Linked DNA regions of Mus musculus: all the other regions are linked to region 5. Evidence: chromatin contacts called from public ChIA-PET, Micro-C and promoter capture Hi-C data. All regions are on one chromosome and are shown on one strand. The core of a region is the stretch at or near the end of the contact, and the rest is flanking DNA. Distances in the headings are between cores, read along the strand shown.

Region 1 (2,869 bases), core at 260-2,759, 480 kb after region 5:
ACATAGTAAGTTCCAGGACAGTGATGTTTAAAGAGACCCCTCCATCTCATTCATAATAACAAATTATTGATAATAATCCTCTCGGAAGAAGGCTGCCTGTAACTCAGGCCACTCACTAGGTCATGAACTAGTTTTTGCAGCCAAAGGGATGGAGGATGCTTATTGGCCACTGGATGGTGAGCATGCCCCCGGAGCAAGGACACCAGGACATCACGGGTAGGAAGACAGGCGTGCTTTCCATCTGGTCACCAACTGTAACCCAAAGGAAAGGAACATAGCCCGCATCCGCCACCATCATAGGTTTGAATTTCAAACAGACTAGTGTGGTATCCCACGAGGTATTGTCAATATACTTTAAAATTCTTAGGATAAGAAACAATGAGTTTGTGGTCCAGACCGAGAGATTTCAAAAGATACATCACAACCACTTATAACACCAGCTGCTGAGGGATACACAGCACCCTCTAGTGACCTCCACAGGCACTGCACCCATATAGCATCATTCTCCGACTTTTTCTGTCTCTGTCTCTCTGTCTCACACACACGCACATGCACACACTCTACAGGTGCTGGATAGGCGGCTCGGCAGTTACTGCTCTTCCAGAGGACCCATATTCAGATCTCAGAACCCACACAGCGGCTAACAACCATCTGTAAATCCAATTCCCGACGACCCCACGCCCTCTTCTGGCCTCTATGAGCACTGCCAGGTATGTGATACACAGACAAATATGCTTGAAAAATGCCCACATATGGAAGAAGGAAAGTAAACTCTGTAGTGGTGGCAGTAGTGGTGGTGATATAAGTCTTTAATCCCAGCACTTGAGAGGCAGAGGCAGGCAGGATTTCTGAGTTCTGGGTCAGCCCGGTCTACAGAGTGAGTTCCAACAGGCAGGGCTACACAGAGAAACCCTGTCTTGAAAGGAAGCAAAATACATACATAAAACTTACACTTTTCAGGCTGGAGAGATGGCTCAGCTTTTCAGGCTGGAGAGATGGCTCAGCAGGTAAGAGCACTGACTGCTCTTTGAAGGACCTGAGTTCAAATCCCAGCAACCACATGGTGGCTCACAACCATCTGTAGTGATTTCTGACGCCGTCTTCTGGTGTGTCTGAAGATGGCTACAGTGTGCTTATATATAATAATAAATAAAGCATTTAAGAAAATATTGTTTAAAATAACTTACAGTTTTCAAAAATGAGATTACGGTGTCTCTTTCTTCGGACTGCATTGACTATTTAATACGAAAATGTATGAATGTATGAATGTGTAAAGCAAAGCCTTCCACGGGGAAGCCCGACGCGAGCGCTTGCCACAGTTTTGGAACCCTCCGCGCGCAACCATAATTCACCATCCCACCCCCAAAGTTGGTCAGGATGGCTCCTCCCCTCGCCCCCTTACCGGTCCTGTTTCCGTGGCAACTGCGCGAGCGGAGTGGGCGGACCTGGGGGGGGGGGAACGGCAACGTCTAGGGGCGGGGCTTACGGCGGAAGGGGCGTCCCCTCGCTCCTTGCAGCGCGGGTTTCAGTGATGCTGCGCTTAGGATGGATGCGGCTGTTGCCCGTGCTCTGCAGCCTCCTGCTGGGGCGAGCCGAGGCCCCGAGCCCCGGGTTGCCGCCGGAGCAGAGCCGGTCCTACGAGGTGCTGCGGAGGCAGAGCCTGGGTAAGCGGGGCGGTGCGGAGGGTGCGCGTTTGCAGCGGGATCCGGGCGTGGGGAGCTTGTACAGGGCGGGGGCGGGCCCAGGCCCGGGCCTCTGGTTGTGGGAAGCCAATAAACGCCATTACAAGATGGTGCTGATTTCAATAAGCTGACACCTATATATATATGGGTAAACAATCAATGTGCCCATGTACAGTAGGGTTTATTTATTTTTTTTTTTTTTGGCAGAGTCACTGCCTGGCCCAAGGCATGTAAATGAGGTACTGAAAGCATAACCAATGGGGTGTAGACACGCCTATCCTAGGCCTATATAAGCAGCACTGGTTTTTGGCCTCAGGGTCTTTCGCTTTCACTATCAAGCTCCCAATAAACATGCGCAGAAGAATCCTTCTTGCTGGCGAGTTGGGCCTCTACAAGTGGTGATTCTCATATCGCCTCAGGGTTATTGTTAGTGAATCAAAGAGTGGATGTTTTACAACATAACATGGAACAGATGATGGATGTCCTACAAATGAGTTGTGTGGCATCAACCCTGCATATGTGCATTACTCCCATTGGGTATGTTAATGATTCTTTTATTAAAACTACAGATTTATCGAATTATCTGAAGGGGAACTGGTCGCAGGAGCTGGACAGGTTGCACAAGGAGCTGCAAATACAGATCCAGAAGCTTAATCGAACCAGAGTGGAACCAGTGACCCTTGGAGGCTTTACCTCTTGGCTTACCTCTGCATTTTCTTACTTTAAGGAATGGGTGGGAGTGATTTTGTTTGGTGCTGCTATATGCTGTGGACTGGTATTCGTGCTTCAGTTGGTTTACAAATTCAGAACCCAACAAAAACGTGACAAGGTGATTATAACTCAAGCACTTCCCTGAAGTTTGGTTATCTATGCTCAAGAATTAGTCGGCATCTTGAAAGAGTAAAACTTAAAAACAAAATTCTAGGCCTTTAGGCCCAGGTTTGGGAATGTGGCCTTTGTGATAATAAAACAGATAACGACATTCCTCCACCCACCTGCTTTCTGGGTTCAAAGAGTGTTCATTCAAAGAAAGTCACCCTGACCCACCCTGACCATTGCTGGAACCCGCTATTCAAAGGTGCTATTGTTAGGGGCTCTTAGAAACTGTCTTGAGAAATAACCCTCACAATTACCAGGTATTCCTCTTGACTCTTGTGACTTTGCACTTCCTTGTGACTCTTAACTGG
Region 2 (2,927 bases), core at 73-2,572, 400 kb after region 5:
GGAACTCACTCTATATCAGGCTGGCCTCGAACTCAGAAATCTGCCTGCCTCTACCTCTTGAGTGATGGGATTAAAAGCATGCAGGACCACACACGCCTGGCCAAGTATTATTTCTTAGACAGGAAGCAAAGGCACACATTTTATGGAAACCGGTGACTATGGTCCATTCAGGAACCAGAATCCCAAATTATCATTACCACCTCTGTCCTTCAGCATTGCAAGGCTAATTTTAAATGCACAGAAATTTTCTATGCTTTATCCCATTTACTGCTTCTACTAAACCCATCTTAAGAAGAGGACACAGACTCAGAGGGGGTGAAATGGCCCACCTCTCAAGTTCACAAGCCCCACAGGGCAGAGGTGAGCTTTAAACTCAGAACCCTGTGTGCTTACCTTCACCACCTTAATCACCCTGACTTCTTGGTCCAGGAGCAGCTCATCACGGAAGCACTGTTCCCGAAAGAACCTCTCGATTCTCTCCCAGGCATCCTGCCCTTCCTCTTTCCAGTCCCTCTGGGGCTGAAGGCTGTGTTCCAGGAAGTGGTCTAGACTGTCCCCAGGGGTCGCATACAGGTCGGGGAACGGGTCCATTTCAGCTGGGCCAGCCTGTCCTCTAGATAAATCCTCTGAGCTTCTGCTCAGCTCTGATGGGAGAAGCTTCCTGCAGCGTTCTCTGGAGGAGACAATGGGATGGAGAGTTGCATGGAAAGAAGAAAAGCGCTCTGCCCCTCCCTCCTTGGAGAAACTGGAAACAGAAACCAAGCTTTGACAAGAATTGAAAGTGAAACTGCAGGGAGATCCAGTTTACCTTCTTCAAGGCAGAAGGGAACAGGAGTTAAGGATGCAGTCTCCCCACCGGCTCTGTTGTGAGCACAGGATGTTGTTTACCACAACAGAGTAAGATTCAGCAGTTTCAGTGGCAGCGATTTGGCCACATAATCTCATCTGCCTGGTGATCTGGCAGTGGCAAATGCATTTATTTCATTCTTAATCACGCATAGTGTCTCCGTTACTAGTGGCGTCTCGAGCGATAGGGTTAGGCTAGGTTATTCCTGCTTATGCTGAGGGTCACAACATCCACACTCCACATTCCTAACTACCGACCTCAGCTAGTCTCCCCGAGGCTGCTCATCATCTGTGCAGGTGTCTTAGCTGAAGGCCATATCCAGGGTCAGACTCTCCAGCTGCAGGGCCCATCGAGGTGACATTTCTCTGATGCCTACCGCAGTCCCAAAGATGTGAGGCACAAAGGATTGCTCCTGGTCAATGGACAGCGTGAGGTAGTCTCACGATGTTTTCTGTCTAGTTATCTTCAGTGAGTGACGTGTTCTGGTTATCAGGTGCAGCCTTGGGTGTAGGATTAGGTTCCTGACTAAGCTTTTTTTTTTTTTTCATGCCTAAAAGGCAACTTTTGCCACAGTCACCACAAATAGTAACTTTCATATCACACTACCCAGGAAACACATCTATATATCCTGTCTTGGTTAGGGTTCCTATCTCTGCTATAAATACCATGTCCTGGGGAAGAATTTTGTTTGTTTGTTTGTTTTGGTTTGGTTTTGTTTTTGTTTTTTGAGACAGGGTTTCTCTGTGTAACCCTGGCTGTCCTGGAACTCACTCTCTAGATCAGGCTGGCCTGGAACTCAGAAATCCACCTGCCTCTGCCTCTCAAGTGCTGGGATCAAAGGCGTGTGCCACCACCGCCCAGCGGAGGAAAGGTTTTTTTTGTGGCATCTTCGAGATTGCCTACCATGCAGGGAAGTCAGGGCAGGAACTCAAGAACAGAGGCGGTGGATGAGTGTGTGCTGCTTATTGGTTTGCTCCTTATGGCTTGCTCAGTCTGCTTTTTCATACACCCCAGGACTGCCCCCCCAGGGTTGGCATGACCCAGAATGGACGGGGGGGGGGGGGGGGGGGGAAGGGGGCGGGACCCTCCCCCATCAATCACTAATTTAGCAAATGCCTCACAGGCTTGCCTAAAGGCCAGTTTTTGTTTTGTTTTGTTTTGTTTTGTTTTTCCCGAGACAGGGTTTCTCTATGTAGCCCTGGCTGTCCTGGAACTCACTCTGTAGACCAGGCTGGCCTCGAACTTAGAAATCTGCCTGCCTCTGCCTCCCAAGTGCTGGGATCAAAGGTGTGCGCCACCACTGCCCGGCTAAAGGCCAGTTTTATGGAAGTATTTTCTCAGTTGAGATTCTCTCTTCTCAGAAGAAGGAAGCTTGGATTGAGGTTTGAGGTGCTTGCTTGACACAGATGCTAGTAAGGATTTACTAGTAAGCTTGCTTACAAAATAACCAAGTAACGTGTTAACTCTCCTGTCCACCTGTGTAAAGGTGGATGGCCATTGGGGTCAAGGAGACCATGTCAACAAGGGGTCACTGAGTTGAAACAGAGCCCCAGAAACATTGAGGAAGGAGTCCTGTGCTTGTGGGTCCCGGGTGCCATGCCTCAGGTGTCAGATGACGTTGTAAGTAGTCTGGTGGAAACTGAAGATAGTCTAAACATATACTTTGTGTCTCTTAACCCATCAGACTACTATAATTGAAATGATGGGTCCCAAAGAAATGGTAATTTCCCCAAAAATCTCATGCTGGGAGAGGAAAGGGGGGCAGCCAGAGGGAAATCTTGTCTCCTAAAAACAGATTTCACACAAGTCTAACATCTTGTCAGAGTGCCTTCAGGATAAGACGAAGCCCAGGCAAGGAGGGGGTCGATGGTGAACCGGGACCACAGCTTGAAGGGGATGCTGTCTGTTATTCAGACTTTAATCTCACCTCAGGACCCCAGAGATGGCCTTTGGGGGGAGGGGTCTAGGTCTGCTTGATCTCTTGGTCCTTAACAAGGTCGCCACACTGAGTACATCTCCCTTTTCTGATTTCCATTACAATTTTTTTTAAAGGTTTATTTCTCTTTTAAAAATGTGAGGG
Region 3 (2,700 bases), core at 114-2,613, 430 kb before region 5:
AGAAATCCCGCACTGCAAATGGCTCTCCGCCTGGCTCCCTGACTCACATAATTGTCCGCAGCCCCCTCGGACCACAGACCAGCTAGGATACCCCACCACAAGACCCAATCCAAATGGGGCTCCCGCCAGCTCCCCAAACCGAAGAGAGGCTGCGGGCTGGGGCCGCGGAGGCGAGGAAGAGGACGCGTGCCGCTGCAGAGCGCCATCAGGGGTGAGAGCGTGGGAGTCTGGAGGAGGAGGAGGCCACACCCAGAGGTGCGAGCGCGGGGGGCGTGGCCCCGGCGAAAACGAGGCAGGGGGCGTGGCCGAGCGCCAAGCTGAGGAGGAGTCGGAGAAGTGGTGGACGTAGAGCCGCACCCTTAGGTGAGCGCGCAGGGGGCGTGGCCACACCTAGAGCTGGGAACGAGGCTGAGGGCGTGGCTCCAGGCCGGGGGCGTGGCCGTCCCCACCCCCCCCCCCCACACACACACACGGGAGGGAGAGGCTCCGGCCTTTCAGGACGCGCTGAGCTTCCCCACGGGCGGCGCGCGCATCCGTCCCCGCGTCGCGTGAGGCCACGTCCGGGTTAGGCGGGCGCCACCTGGGCGCGGCCGAGGCGAGCGGAGCGTCGGCGAATCCCGCGCGGGCGCGGCGGCGAACAGGTGCCCGCGCGCGTCAGGCGCCGGCCCCCGGGGCGGGGAAGAGGGGCGCGGCCGGAAGCGCGGGGCGGGCGGGCGGAGGAGCGAGCCCGGCGGGCGAGCCGGGCGGGTTCCTCGGCCGGGTGAGCTGCGGGGCCGGGCAGGCAAGAAGGAAGGACTGCTCCGGGGCTGTGCGGCCAACGATGTCGAGCCGCCGCCTCGGCCCCTGCAGCAGCAGCAGCCGCCGTCGCCGCCGCTGCTGCCGCCGAGCCGGGGGACATGGAGCGCGGCTGCAAGGAGCGGCCGACGGCAGCAGCAGCAACGAGCGACGCAGCGACAGCGGAGCGCAGCCCTCCCCGTGAGGCGCCGGCCGGCCGGCGGCGGCGGCGACGGCGGCAGCAGAAGCAGCAGCGGCAGCAACAGGGCGGCTGAACCCCGGCCGCGGCGGCGATCCTTAGCGCGGCTTCTCCTCCCGCTCCGCACCCCGCCACCCCTCTTCAATCTCCCCTTCTGCCGCTCTTGCCCACCCCCGTCGTCCGCGTCCCGGGCGCGCGCCAGCAGCTGAGCCCCCCGGGGGCGGGGGCGCGTGTCGCCGGCGCGGGGGAGGGGCCGCCCGCCTGCCCGCCCGCGCGCGCCGCGCCCAGGGCTCGCGGGGACCCGGGGGGCGCGTGCCGCGGCGCAAGGCGAGGCGAAGCGCGGGGCGGCGCGGCGGGGCCCCTCCCCCGCCATCCCCATCCCCACCCCCCGCCTTGCAGCCTGGCGCGCGCCGGCCGGGCCGCACCGCTGCGGGCTCGGCGCGCGCGGGCCATGTCCGCCTTCTGCCTGGGCTTGGCCGGCCGAGCTTCAGCACCCGCCGAGCCGGACAGCGCCTGCTGCATGGAGCTGCCCGCTGGGGCCGGGGACGCAGTCCGGAGTCCCGCCACTGCTGCCGCCCTCGTCTCCTTCCCCGGAGGTCCCGGGGAACTGGAACTGGCCTTAGAGGAGGAGCTGGCGTTGCTGGCGGCCGGGGAGCGGTCGTCCGAGCCCGGCGAGCATCCTCAGGCGGAGCCGGAGTCTCCGGTTGAGGGGCACGGGCCGCCGCTGCCGCCGCCGCCTACCCAGGATCCCGAGCTGCTGTCGGTGATCCGCCAGAAGGAGAAGGATCTGGTGTTGGCGGCCCGACTAGGCAAGGCGCTGCTCGAGAGGAACCAGGACATGAGCCGGCAGTACGAGCAGATGCACAAGGAGCTGACGGACAAGCTAGAGGTGAGGACCTTCCGGCGGCATGGGTGGGGAGCTGGGGTGCCTGCCTGTCCTCCCCGTTTCCGTGCCTAGTCTACCTCGAAGAAGATCATCGAGAACGGGGAGGCAGGAGGGATAGTTTTCACCAGCATCAGCGCGTTCGTTGAGCCCACCTGCCTTTCCCACCCAGCTCGGATGTGAGTCCGTGCACGTCTCTCACCGTTGTGGGCCGTTCTATATATGTATTGTACACAGAGTCTAAAATAGAGCTTACAGTATGACTAATTTATACAGCACCAAGGCGATATCTGCACACAGAAATGAGAACATCGAGAAGCATTTAAAATATGCTTCAGGTGTTCGGAGAAGCAGTTAATCTCTAATCAGGGTGTTAGCCCAGAGCTTTCCAGTCCGGGCATTAAGGCCTCTGGATGCCCTTGTCTTAACTTTCTGGCAGAGAGTTGTGGGGAACAAGTGCCTCGAAAGGAGCTTTATATAGCTTTCAAATGCTTAGGGATTAGGGGATGTGGTTCCATTGCAGAAATCAGAGAAGGCAGGGCTCATCATGTGATTAGTTTGGGCTTCAGTAGCTATGTGTGTCTCAGTAGTACTTTCCTGTGTCCTGGGTCTTAGCATGTATGTTACTTTTAACCACTACTAAAAACATTTCCCCTCACCCACCCCTGTGGGAGGGTCGTTTCCTGGCAAAATGGTTCAGTGGGTAAGGTCACTTGCCCCAATTGGTTCCTCAGAACCCATGTGGGATGTCACTAGCAACGTGTCCTCCGGCCTACACACACACCCCAGTTAATAAATAATCCTAAGTACGTTTTCAAATGAGTAATATTTCTGTTAATTCCAT
Region 4 (2,728 bases), core at 34-2,533, 310 kb after region 5:
TCAGTGGTTAAGAGCACTGACTGCTCTTCCAGAGGTCCTGAGTTCGATTCCCAGCAATCACATGGTGGCTCACAACCATCTGTAATGGGATCTGATGCCCTCTTCTGGTGTGTCTGAAGACAATGACATGGGGTTTCATCACAGCAATAGACAAGTAACCAAAGACATTCTGTGACATGCTTTGTATAGACGATGGCTTTGCCCAACTGTAGGTTAATGTAAACACTCCATTCAGAGTGTGTTTAAATCAGGGATGGCTACGCTGTGCTGTTCTGTATGCCTGGGACTTACTTCTGACTTACAGGATCTTCTAGTTAGTGTTGACTTGCAAGGACACAGCCCCATCATTCGAACAACCCCGAAAATATTTACAAGCATACAAACCCATGCGTGGTGGCGCATGCCTTTAATCCCAGCATTCAGGAGGCAGAGGCAGGCGGATTTCTGAGTTCGAGGCCAGCCTGGTCTACAAAGTGACAGCCAGGGCTATACAGAGAAACCCTGTCTCGAAAAAACAAAAAACAAAACAAAAAAAAATTACAAGGTCAAACTCACAGTTTCTATCAGGAACCACAAAATGTCTCACCCCTTGGCTTCTTTACCCATAGAGGATCAAGGACCCGAAGCCAAGGTGACTATGTAAGGGAGAGCATTTTTCTCTATGGCTTTACATCTTCTGAACACCATACTGTGTTCACATATTATCTAGCCAAAGAACACACTGTCTTTAATACATGTAGGGAATAATTTTTACTTCTTTTACCTATTTATTGGACATGAGAAGAATGTGCCACAGTATGTATGCATGGGTAGGGGACAACCTTGCTTCCACCATGTTGGTCCAAGCGACAGGATTCAGGTCACCAGGCTTGGCACCTTTACCCACAGAGCCATCTCGCCAGCCTGGGAATAGGGCTTCGGATGACTTAATAAACAGATGAAGGAGTAAGGAAACTATTAAGAGCAAAATTCCTTGGCTCAATTAGATTCAGTAGCATATATCTGAGCCAAGCCAGACAATGTGGAAAGGATTTGTTACCGGGACAGCTCCCCAAACCAGAACCAGCTCCCCAAACCAGAACCAGCTCCCCAAACCAGAACCAGCTCTTTGGCCCTTCGGCCACAATAGTGTGACGGCATCTGTAGACCAGCAGGAAGGAGGCACAGAAAACAACTTAGCTGGACACGCCCGAGTTAATCAACCAGCAAATTGATTAAGGCTTGCACACCAGCTGGAACAACTTAGCTAGCACACTGGTTACTGGTCTTCTGCAATCAGCCTGAAATCACTTCCCATGAATCAGTTCTCCAGCTCCGGTCTGTTGGGCCCAGGGCAGGTCCCAGATCCAAATCCTAGGCTCATCATGCCTTTGACCTCAAACTTACAGCTAAGGAAGGTCTTGAACTACTGGCCCTCCTGACTCTACCTCCCCAAACTGGGAGCACAGAAACATGCTAGGACACCAGGTTTATGTCATTCAGGCACACTAGGAAAATACTCTTAAAGCTGAACCATATTTTCAGACCACTGCCACAAGATGTATTTAACAAAATGAATGTGACTGGACAAGAATCGCCACAGGCCTGACTTATCCAGAAGGCTTCTTCCCGCTCAATTCTGGCATTCAACCAGCTGCACTGGTACCTGCTCCTCTGAGGTCAGAGAAATAGGAGAAACCCCATCCATCCATCAGCAACCTGCTTGGGAACCAGGATAGGGCACCGCGAAGAGCATGGGACCTGTCAGACTATGTATTTATGGACGCTAAAAAAGCAGGCAGATGCCGGGTGTGGTGGCGCACACCTTTAATCCCAGCACTTGGGAGGCAGAGGTAGGCGAGAATTTCTGAGTTCGAGGCCAGCCTGGTCTACAGAGTGAATTCCAGGACAGCCAGGACTATACAGAGAAACCCTGTCTCGAAAAAACAAAAACAAAAACAAAGAAGGCAGACACTGTGACCCAGAAACTGTACAGCTCTAGGAACTTATCTTAAAAAAACAATGAAGGGTTATGTCTAAAATTTAGCTTGGAAGGACATTCACTGAAGGAAGTTAGTGGGAGAAAGATGGAAACAACCCTGATAATAGAGATGGCTACCTGCTCATTCAACATTAATAAGGACTACTTTCTTTTTTTTTTTGTTTTTCCGAGACAGGGTTTCTCTGTATAGCCCTGGCTGTCCTGGAACTCATTTTGTAGACCAAGCTGGCCTCAAACTCAGAAATCCGCCTGCCTCTGCCTCCCGAGTGCTGGGATTAAAGGGGTGCACCACCACGCCTGGCCTACTGTATACATTCTTTTTAATTAAAAGATATTTGTCTATTTGTTTGTTTGGTTTTGTTTGTTTGTTTATGTATATGTGCACGTATGTGTGCCACAGGGGCTGTGTAGAGGTCAGAGGACACTTTGTTTGTTTGTTTCTTTATCTATGTGTATGCATGCATGCCACAGTGGATGTGTGGAGGTCAGAGGACATCTTTCCAGATTTGGTTTTCTCCTTCCACCATGTTGGTCCAGCTCAGGTCGTCTGGTTTGATGGCAAGCACCTTTCTGCTGAGCCATCTTGCCTGCCCTGTTTACCTTCTTTATGCCGTTTTTTAATTTATGTTTAACAATGCTGGAGAAGAAATCGTGGCCTCGATTATACGGAGTTTGTGCTCTACCACTGGCCTAGTTTCCCAGCTCTATGGTACTCTAGTTTTAGATGGCTTCTCTTTGTAGTCCAGG
Region 5 (2,700 bases), core at 55-2,554:
TTTGGGGGGGAGGGCAGTTTACACAGGATCTCATGTAGCCCAGGCTAGCCTTGGCGCCATCTATCCAAAGCTGGACTTGAATTTCTGATCCTTCTGTTCCTGTCTTCCAGTGTTCTGACTCCCTCCTGGAGCCTCCTGGGGATCAAATATGCAGCCTCTGGCCTCACTCATACCAAGCAAATGCTCTACTGACTGAGGGGTAGCCCAGTATTTTGTTATTTTTATTTATTTATTTATTATGTGGGTACGATTAGTCATAAATGCCAGAGGAGACACATCTTAGGATCACTTTCTTAAGATACGTCTTCCTTTGTATAAATAAATCCTCAGCCAAGAAACTTTGCCCAAATGGACATTCTATCCGAGGAAGCAGCCTCACCTGTACACACTGGGCATCCACCCACATTCCAGATCTTGAGGTCCCCACTGCCTGGCAGACAGGCTCTACCTCCTGGATACGCGATCCCTTTCCCGAATTTCTCCTTCAATCATTAGGCTATCAGTATGTATACGGTCTCCTAGGGCAGTACCAGCTACACAGGGGCTACAGTACGAAATAAGCATGTAGTGTCATGTTATAAAATTCGGAATTTAACCCGGTGTGATGGCGCATGGGGGAGGCGCCAAGAAGAAATGCGAACTTTAGATCATCCTGGGGCTACTTAGGGAGACGATGCTAAGGTAGGGTGGGGAGGACACGGGCAGAAAAAACGAAAAAGAAAGAAAACAGGGTTCAGTGGCAGAACGTAGAACTTGCCTCTCAAGCCCAGGGCCTCCTCAGACACACGCACTTACTTACAAACTTCAGGAATGTGACAGCAGAGCTTCGAACCAAGCCCTACGAGACCCTGAGTGCAACTGCATCGATGGCTCACCCTTGCTAAGCTCGAGGCCACCTGTCAAAGGCCATAAATCGTGCGGACCCCGGGTGGGTGGGGGGAGATGGTGGAAATGGGCGGCACCTGGGGCGGCAGCTCCCAGCCTTCTAGAACCTGCGATTCCAGAACACACCCTGCGCTAACCTCAGTGGGGCCCCCGAGAGGAAAATGCCCGCCCTCACCTCCTTCCAGACTGCTGGGTGGTCCGGGAGCCAGCCACTCGACCCGGGGCTCCGCCTTCAGGGTGTGTGGGCCTCCGCACGCGTGCCGCGCATCGCCCGGGCAACCGACGCTGTGCGCGGTGCATTGTGGTCTGCAACAAAACGCGGGGGAAAGATCCTGAGGGAACCATTGAATCCGCTAGCCAATCGGGAGAGGCTGGCGGTAGCGGATGGCCAATAGCGACGCGGGCCGGGGGCGGGGCCGCGGGCGCAGGGCGGGGCCTAGGGATTAGGCGGCGGCGGCTGGCGTGGGGCAGCTTAGATGCGCCACGGCTTCGGTAGCGACCGGCTGTCTTCTGCTGCTTGAGCGGCGCCCGCACCTTCCCTAGGAGCTCGCAGCAGCCGGCTGGCCTCTGCTCCACGGTGAGACCGGGCTCGGGTCCTCCCCGTCCCCCCTACCTCGGGCCTGCGGTGCGGACCTCGGGAGCTGCCCCTCGGAAGCGGGTGGGGGCGTCGTCCTCAAGGGGGGCGCCGGTCGGGAGGGCAGCGAGCGCGGCCCGCACCCGACCCCTCTCCCTCTTCCCTGCGCTTCGTCACCACACAGGTAACCATGTGCGACCGGAAGGCGGTGATCAAAAATGCAGACATGTCGGAAGAGATGCAACAGGACTCGGTGGAGTGCGCTACCCAGGCGTTGGAGAAGTACAACATCGAGAAGGATATTGCGGCCCATATCAAGAAGGTGAGGACCCGGCGCCGCGTAGTTCCTACTCCCCGATTCTGCGTCCTCTGGGCGCCTGGCAGTTTCCCTGTAGCACTCAGGGCGGCTCGGGATGGATAGTTCTAGAAAGGACGCAAGGGTTTCGCGTTCCTCTGGGGAAGACCAGACCCTCAACGCCAGAAGTTTTTTTTTTTTTTTTAAACCCCCAGCTCCTTGGGGGAAAGCGCCACCTAGCAACGGTTTCCAAGATCAGGGAGTTGCGAGCAGTTCCCCCTGCTGTAGAATTCCTGCGCCGAGGATCCATCTGGGTGTTCCGGGAGGGGGGGGGGTTGCGCCTGCCTGCGTGGGTGTTTCCAGCCGGGCTAGGAGGAGATCTTGCCAGCCTTCTAGTCGGGAGTTAGTCGACAGTTCAGGGAAAGTGGGTGGCAGTGGTGGTTTGGGGGGCTTGGGTGGAGGCTTGGTAAATGGCAGTTTTGTAGAAAGCTGGCGCAAGACTGCCAACTTCTCAAGCTATGTTTGCTGGAAGGAAACTGGAAGCCGAAGCCGTGGGAGGGTTCCAGTGGAGAACGGGAGGATGAAAGACTCACATGGAACAAAAATGAATACTTTTTTTTTTTTTTTGGTTTCTCTGTGTAGCCCTGGCTGTCCTGGAACTCACTTTGTAGACCAGGCTGGCCTCGAACTCAGAAATCCGCCTGCCTCTGCCTCCCAAGTGCTGGGACTAAAGGCGTGCGAGACCACGCCCGGCTTGAATATCTTTTTTTGACAAATGCAGCAGTATGTGCGTCTGGATTGTAAGAGAGACATTCTGCTTAATAAATGAGGTTTTCATACCGATTGCCCGATAAGATAGTAGGAGCCCTAAAGAATTTTACATCATCTCTGGCCCTGGTTCTATCCAACTAGTGAAGAAATGAACACATTGCTAGTTTTAATGTCC
Region 6 (2,914 bases), core at 309-2,808, 290 kb after region 5:
TTGCCAGTGCCCATGGCAGCACCAACATTACCTAGTCCATCTGCAGGTAAGAAACTGAATCCCACCTGCCATTGAGATGCCCCTCCCTCACTGCTGCTCACAACTATTAGTCTGTCCTTTTAAACCACAACTGGAGCCACCAAAACCCAACTTTTCTTTTAGTTATTTCCTCTCAACTTCCCAGTTACCTTCTTTTTCAGATTGTGCATACATCGCTGCCGTTTGCATTACTAAAGCATGTTCGATCACTAACCCTCCATCAGGACACAGTGAGCTCCCGACTTAGCATAACCATCCCTTGTTTTCGTGTATAACCCGGCTCTTTTACTGTCTCCCTATGGTAGTTACAGCTCACTTACGCTCCCAACACTTGACAGTTTGCCCCGTGCTTTGGGAAGGTAGCCACACAATCTGTACAGGTTAGGGAAAAGGCAATTCTGGTACTTAAAGGTTTAGGGTCAAGGAATGAAGAACTAACTCACTTTTCCGAAGGTAGCCACACAATCTGTACAGGTTAGGGAAAAGGCAATTCTGGTACTTAAAGGTTTAGGGTCCAGGAATGAAGAACTAACTCACTTTTCCAATTACAAAACGAAGCGGACCTTCAACCCCACTCTTCGGAAAAGTCGACAGTTCTGGTACCAAGCCACAAGTGCTTGAAACCATCTCCGATCTCTTAGGCTGCAGCGACCAGGTTCCCCGCCCGCCCGGTACCTACCACCAACCCACCCATCTCCTGTTTTCTCACCCTCAAGCCACAGCTCAACTACACCATTCCCACTCGCCCCCGGTACAACCAACCTCCTTCCGCGGCAAACACTCCACGCCTCTGCCCTTCTCACCTCTTTCCCCCCAAACTTGGACGCATCTGTCACCTCCCCCCTGTAAATCACAAGTGTGTGTGCCTCAGCCCTAAACACGCTGCTAAAAAAAGTCCCACAGGCAGGGGGACTCAACCTGGACGGACACACACACACATTCCCGTGATCGAGCCCTCCACCCCCAGAACACCGGCCAGCACTCTTCGAATCCCCAGAGCAGAGTACCAACCCCTTTACAAAGACTACCCATGACCCCGCTGCTACCGACGACTTCCTTTACAGAATGTGGCCATCCTGGAACAAGACTCCCCCTCTCCGCTGTGCCAGGGCTCGATCACGGGGCCGCAGGGCCTCTGCCCACCGCGGAAGCGGTCGCTCCCGCCCTCACTACTTGCAAGTTGTGCCTCTTACCACCTGTTCTCGCCGAGAGTGGGGTACACCTTCGCCCGGGCCCGTTCTCTGCCCACCCTTCTCCAGCTTCCCCCCTGGCCCGCCAGCACCCGCGCCAGTCGGTTCCGCTGCGCGGCTCGAATGACCGCCCCTCCCCCGGGCTCGGAGGACGCCCAGCGGCCCGCACCCCGAGCCCCGCGAGCACCTGCGGCCCGGCCCGGCCCGGCCTCCTCGTCCCCAAAAGCCCGCACTCACCACGAATAGGTCTGTTCCGCCATGGTGCTGCCTCTCGGGGGCTCCGCGGCTCGCTCGGCCGGCGGCAGAGGGCGCGGCCGGGGGCCCCGGCGGCTCGCTCCTTCACTCGCTCGCACGGAGGACAGGCAGTCGGGCTCCGACAGACTCCGACGGGCCCCGCTCCCTGGGCCCCGGAGCGGGCGCGGGCCCCGGGCTCCGCGCTCGGCCTCGTCAGCCGCGGCGGCGGCGGCGGCTCCGCTGCGGCTCCAAACCCAACATGGCGGCGGCGGCGGCGGCGCGGAGAACAAGGGCCCCGAAACGGTGGCTCGGGCCCGCGCTCAGTGCGCGCCGGGCCGCGGGAGCGCCGCGCTCGGGCGGCGGCGGCGGCGGCCGGGGGACATGGCCGGCGGCGGCGGCGGCAGCGGCGGCAGCAACGGCTGAGGGGGGCGCTAGGCGGTGAGGCGAGGCCGCTCGAAGCACACCCGCCCGCCGAGGGAGGAGGGAGCGAGCGAGCGGGCGGGGGCGAGCCCGGGCCGCTGGTCACGTGCCCAAAACACGCTCACGTGACCCCGGCGCCCCGCCCCCTCGCGCGCGCTGCCCATGCGCGGAGCGCTCAGCCCAGGTCGGCTCGGGGCTACGGTTAGCTGCAGCGGCCGCCGCGCGCTAGGCCCCTTGGGCGCGCAGTGGTCCTCCCCGGTGCGCGGCGGTTGACTGCCACTCAGCTGTCAACCTTCCATCATCCACCGTCGGCTGTCCCTGGGTCCTCAGCTGCCAGTCAACTGTCAAAATGCGGACAGAGCGCTGCATTCGGGTTCCCGCGCTGCGCGGTCCCCCTCCTTGGTTTCTGCAAACGTCCCTTCGCGGCGCCTGGTGCCAAGTCAAATGCTACCATGCTCGTCTTCATAGAAGCGATCAGCGGGGTCCTTGTTGGGTGCCAGCTAGGCGTCAGCGCCTTCACCTAGGCCCTTGTCCTTACATGCATATTCTCAGGGAAGAGACATAGGTGGTTCGAGCTGGCTAAAGCACGAAGATTATTTCAGAGTCATGGGGCTATTAATAATGGAGAGCAATTAATAGAGACTAAAGGAAGGGTGCAGGCTACTTTGATAGGGTGAATGGGCATAACTCAGTTGTTAGAGCGTTGTGTGTGACCATGTGTTAGGAAAAAAAATTTAAAAACCCAGGCCTAGTGGTGCGTGCCTTTAATCCCAGCAAAGGCAGGCAGATCTCTAAGAGTTTGCGGCCAGCCTGGTCTACATAGTGAGTTCCAGGCCAGCCAAGAATACATAGAGAGACTCTATAATGAGTTAATGAAAGACAGGGAGAAACGTGAAGAAGCATATAGCAAGAGATGAGGAAACATATTTAAGCTACACAGTGTATGTTTCTGACCACATGACATTCTGGAAAAATGACTATGGAAACAGCAAAAAGTTCACTGGTTATCAGGCTGAAGGGACACGTGGAGG
Region 7 (2,969 bases), core at 100-2,599, 380 kb after region 5:
GAGAAACTTGGGTCACCGTTTGAGTAGCCGGGTTCAAATCCCAGCTCTGACGTCAGCAGTTACATCTCTGAACAAGCCCAATGGCTACTCTCAGCCTCCATTTTAAGAGTCTTTCAGTTATCAAAATATTAAAACGTGGAAAAAATTAGGAAGAAGATACCATCCAGGCAGCCAGCACATCTAAACTTGCCACATCGGTGACTGTCTTTCTTTTGTACATGCTAGGCTTTCACTCTAGCCTTGAGCCACATCCACAGATCCCGCATTTGTGTCATCTCAATCACTTTAAAGTGAGTAGCGGACAGCAAGGAGCTTTGCCCCAATACAGCATAGCATGTGTCCCCCTAAAGAGAGTTCCCCACCCCAGTAGGTGCGATTTAACTTGACAAACGGCAGTTTTCTTACCAAAATGCAGGTCATATTAAACATTTACCACTCATCCCCAAACTCACACTCTCTCTGTGTCTCTGTCTGTCTGTGGTGTGTGTGTGTGTGTGTGTGTGTGTATGTGTGTGTGTGTGTGTGTGTTGTTCTGTGATATGTAACCTAGGCTGTGAACCAACCATCCTCTTGCTTCTCTACCTCCCACATGCTGGGGTTGCAAGAATGGGCCCCCAAGTCAGGCTCTCAAAAATTGTTATTTACAAATTACATGTCAGGATCCAACTAGAGGCCTTGCATTGCATGTGGTCACTGTAGCTCTGACATTGTGGAGCCTTTGTTAGGCTCATCTGTAAAATGGGACAAGAATGGTATCTATCTCTCAGAGTATAAGTTTTAATGATAGAATATGCAGGCTTTCCCTACCATTTTCTCCAGAGGTGGTCTTTTATTATCTTCTTTAGTAGTTCATTCTGCTCAAGGCTCGCGGGGCTGTCTCGAGATGTCAGAAGCGTGAACTAGGGATCACGAGGCGAGGGGACTCCCTGGCACTGGGGTTTGCCCTGTCCTGGCTGGGAATGGTGAAGTCCAGTCTTACCTTGAGTACCTTGAGCACGCGCACATCCCGAGCCGGGCCACGATCTTCACGGAAATTCTCCTGCCTCAGGAACTGCTCCACTGTCTGCACGGTCTCCAGGACCTCTTCTTTCCACTCTCTGGTTGGCTGCAGCCACTGAGCCACAAAGGAGTCCAGCTTGGAGGCCGGGAAGCCGTACAGCTCCTGGGCGACTGCCATGGCTACAAACTGACCGTCAGCTACCTCAGGCAGGCGCAGGGCTATATAGCCAAGCACCCATCCAGCTGCCGGTACTCACCTCCTCCTTTTTTAAGGCGGCTCCTTTCCAGCTGACCTCTGGCACCCAATGGCGGAAAGGGGGGTGAAGAGAGAAGCTTGGGAGCATGGCTCTATGGGGGGGTCCCCTCCTTGGAGATTTATTGTCATGGTAGGTGTGCCGAGGGACCAGAGGCTGGGGTTGGCCGGTCTGGACCGCCTTAACAGGGTTGGCATGGGGCCAACTTTTGTGCTGTTAAGTTTCGATTCTCAACATTTGTAGTTTCTCTTTTGTGACGTTTGTAAACTGAAATTGGCTTGAGTCTGACCTTCCAGAGACACCTTGTCTGGATGACTTAGGCCAACTGCCCCGACCCGTCATAGGGAAACTGAGGTTTGGAAAGAGAAAGAGCCTAGTCATGGCTGTGGTAAGGAATGAGGAATCTGGAATCAGAAGGACACTTTGAGGTTGTCAGATGCTTTTTCTTTATTTTATTTCAAAGAATTATTATTATATTTATATAAAAGTTAGTATATTTCATTTAAAAGATTTAAATTTTTATTTATATTTTATTTACTTTATATTTACATATATTTATATGAGAAAATTATATTTATGTATTTTGGGTTTTTTTTTAGGAGGGGGACGCATGTCATGGCACAAATGTGGGGGTCAGAGTAAAACCTGCAGGGGCCTGTTGTCTGCTTCCACCGCACGTGGATTTTAGGACCCATACTTGGGTCATTAGGCGTGGCAATATGGTGTGAAACGAGGAAAAGAGAAACTCATATGGTAGGACATGAAATATGGCGAGAAACACTGAAAAACGTGCAAAAAGAGAAACACACGGTAGGACCTGGAATATGGCGAGAAACAGTGAAAAACGTGAAATATGAGAAATACACACTGTAGGACCTGGATTGTGGCCAGCCTGGTCTACAGAGTGAGTTCCAGGACAGCCAGGACTACACAGAGAAACTCTTATCTCATAGAAACAGGAAACAAAACATCTTGAATGTGTTTGCATTTAAGCACGCAAACACCACACACACAGTCTCAATAAAACGTTTTCAAAGCCAAAACAACCCAAATGAAGGTGCCTCTAACAGAGATCGTTACAGACATGAGACCTAGCAGGGGCTGTGTAGAGAAGTGGGTGGAGCCGGGCTCTGAGGTAGTTAAAGATTCAGAGCTGGGGTTGCTGAAAGAGTTCAGCAAAGCAGAACGAGGAAGAGCAGGAGGGTGAAGGAAAGGAGAACGTTCTGGAAGCCAAGTGATAATGCTGTTTGACAAAGAGGAAGTGGCTCACTAAGTCACATGTCAGGTGAGCCCGTTCAGCCTCCTTCCCAGGGTGAATCAGAAGCGTGGCGTGCAGAGAACTTAGAACCTAGCATGATCGCTCTGCCACCTTCTGTACTAAAGATAGACGGCAGCAATGCTACAGGCAGGGAGATGGGTCTGACACCGTGTGGCGGTCCATGCAGGATGCAGCAGTGAGCGGGCTGTGGTGGCACAGGCCTTTAATCCCAGCCCTAGGGAGGCAGAGGCAGGTGGATCTCTGTAAGTGTGAAACCAGACTGGTTGATACGGTGAATTCCAGGTCAGCTGAGGCTGCGTAATGAGACCTGTCTATAGAAAGAGAGAAGAGGGGCTGGAGAGATGGCTCAGCGGTTAAGAGCACTGACTGCTCTGTCGGAGGAGGTCCTGAGTTCAATTCCCAGCTACCACATGGTGGCTCACAATCATCTGTAATGG

Evidence for each region. Promoter capture Hi-C pulls out the DNA fragments that hold promoters and counts their contacts. A called contact is a pair of places that touch in the nucleus more often than the background predicts. ChIA-PET counts read pairs in DNA pulled down with a chosen protein or histone mark. Capture Hi-C pulls out chosen DNA fragments and counts their contacts.
Region 1: a Micro-C map of embryonic stem cells shows a contact between it and region 5, with 11 times the contacts expected there. The contact joins the promoter of 2610524H06Rik here to the promoter of Dynll1 in region 5. A contact is called at or near these places in 1 of 484 Hi-C or Micro-C datasets (embryonic stem cells) and 2 of 115 datasets of contacts at active chromatin or transcription factors (memory CD8 T cells and thymic regulatory T cells).
Region 2: a promoter capture Hi-C map of pancreatic islet shows a contact between it and region 5. The contact joins the promoter of Oasl2 here to the promoter of Dynll1 in region 5. A contact is called at or near these places in 2 of 39 promoter capture datasets (cranial neural crest and liver), 1 of 115 datasets of contacts at active chromatin or transcription factors (memory CD8 T cells) and 3 of 9 other capture datasets (adipose tissue, liver and pancreatic islet).
Region 3: an RNA polymerase II ChIA-PET map of memory CD8 T cells shows a contact between it and region 5, with 6 read pairs. The contact joins the promoter of Bicdl1 here to the promoter of Dynll1 in region 5.
Region 4: a promoter capture Hi-C map of cranial neural crest shows a contact between it and region 5. The contact joins the enhancer-like site here to the promoter of Dynll1 in region 5. A contact is called at or near these places in 8 of 39 promoter capture datasets (the C10 cell line, cranial neural crest, embryonic stem cells and 5 more), 1 of 484 Hi-C or Micro-C datasets (the G1E-ER4 cell line), 3 of 115 datasets of contacts at active chromatin or transcription factors (the 230-238 cell line, embryonic forebrain and large pre-B cells) and 3 of 9 other capture datasets (adipose tissue, embryonic stem cells and pancreatic islet).
Region 6: an RNA polymerase II ChIA-PET map of memory CD8 T cells shows a contact between it and region 5, with 50 read pairs. The contact joins the promoter of Sppl3 here to the promoter of Dynll1 in region 5. A contact is called at or near these places in 4 of 39 promoter capture datasets (the C10 cell line, cranial neural crest and pre-B cells), 3 of 484 Hi-C or Micro-C datasets (the G1E-ER4 cell line, embryonic stem cells and forebrain), 5 of 115 datasets of contacts at active chromatin or transcription factors (astrocytes, bone marrow-derived macrophages, large pre-B cells and 2 more) and 3 of 9 other capture datasets (adipose tissue, liver and pancreatic islet).
Region 7: a contact with region 5 is called in a promoter capture Hi-C map of adipose tissue. The contact joins the promoter of Oasl1 here to the promoter of Dynll1 in region 5. A contact is called at or near these places in 4 of 39 promoter capture datasets (the HPC-7 cell line, cranial neural crest, liver and 1 more), 1 of 115 datasets of contacts at active chromatin or transcription factors (memory CD8 T cells) and 2 of 9 other capture datasets (adipose tissue and liver).

What each region holds. Positions count from the first base shown.
Region 1 is chr5:114,822,108-114,824,976 of GRCm38.p6, reverse strand. 2610524H06Rik (RIKEN cDNA 2610524H06 gene) reads left to right here and starts at 1,509. Exons shown (of 2, transcript NM_181075.3): 1 at 1,509-1,664; 2 at 2,252-2,869. The coding sequence starts at 1,532. The coding sequence ends at 2,538. Gm46920 (a long non-coding RNA gene) reads right to left here and starts at 1,247. Exons shown (of 2, transcript XR_003955777.1): 1 at 1,188-1,247.
Region 2 is chr5:114,895,329-114,898,255 of GRCm38.p6, reverse strand. Oasl2 (2'-5' oligoadenylate synthetase-like 2) reads right to left here and starts at 1,322. Exons shown (of 6, transcript NM_011854.2): 1 at 394-1,322. The coding sequence starts at 591.
Region 3 is chr5:115,730,284-115,732,983 of GRCm38.p6, reverse strand. It overlaps Bicdl1 (BICD family like cargo adaptor 1), which reads left to right and starts at 1,363. Exons shown (of 9, transcript NM_001080808.2): 1 at 1,363-1,862. The coding sequence starts at 1,425.
Region 4 is chr5:114,992,131-114,994,858 of GRCm38.p6, reverse strand. All of the region lies in intron 5 of Hnf1aos1 (a long non-coding RNA gene), which reads right to left. Among named protein-coding and RNA genes, the nearest start is that of Sppl3, 18 kb to the left of the region's middle. Within about 2 kb of position 1,283, at least 6 of the 459 cell types and tissues checked have an H3K27ac peak or open chromatin away from gene starts, as enhancers often do.
Region 5 is chr5:115,299,594-115,302,293 of GRCm38.p6, reverse strand. It overlaps Dynll1 (dynein light chain LC8-type 1), which reads left to right and starts at 1,304. Exons shown (of 3, transcript NM_019682.4): 1 at 1,304-1,462; 2 at 1,644-1,781. The coding sequence starts at 1,650. Gm13830 (predicted gene 13830) reads right to left here and starts at 1,174. Exons shown (of 2, transcript NR_131932.1): 1 at 1,061-1,174.
Region 6 is chr5:115,010,168-115,013,081 of GRCm38.p6, reverse strand. It overlaps Sppl3 (signal peptide peptidase 3), which reads right to left and starts at 1,558. Exons shown (of 11, transcript NM_029012.2): 1 at 1,467-1,558. The coding sequence starts at 1,489.
Region 7 is chr5:114,921,620-114,924,588 of GRCm38.p6, reverse strand. Oasl1 (2'-5' oligoadenylate synthetase-like 1) reads right to left here and starts at 1,349. Exons shown (of 6, transcript NM_001359945.1): 1 at 980-1,349. The coding sequence starts at 1,177. Gm13822 (predicted gene 13822) reads left to right here and starts at 2,328. Exons shown (of 2, transcript NR_166682.1): 1 at 2,328-2,538.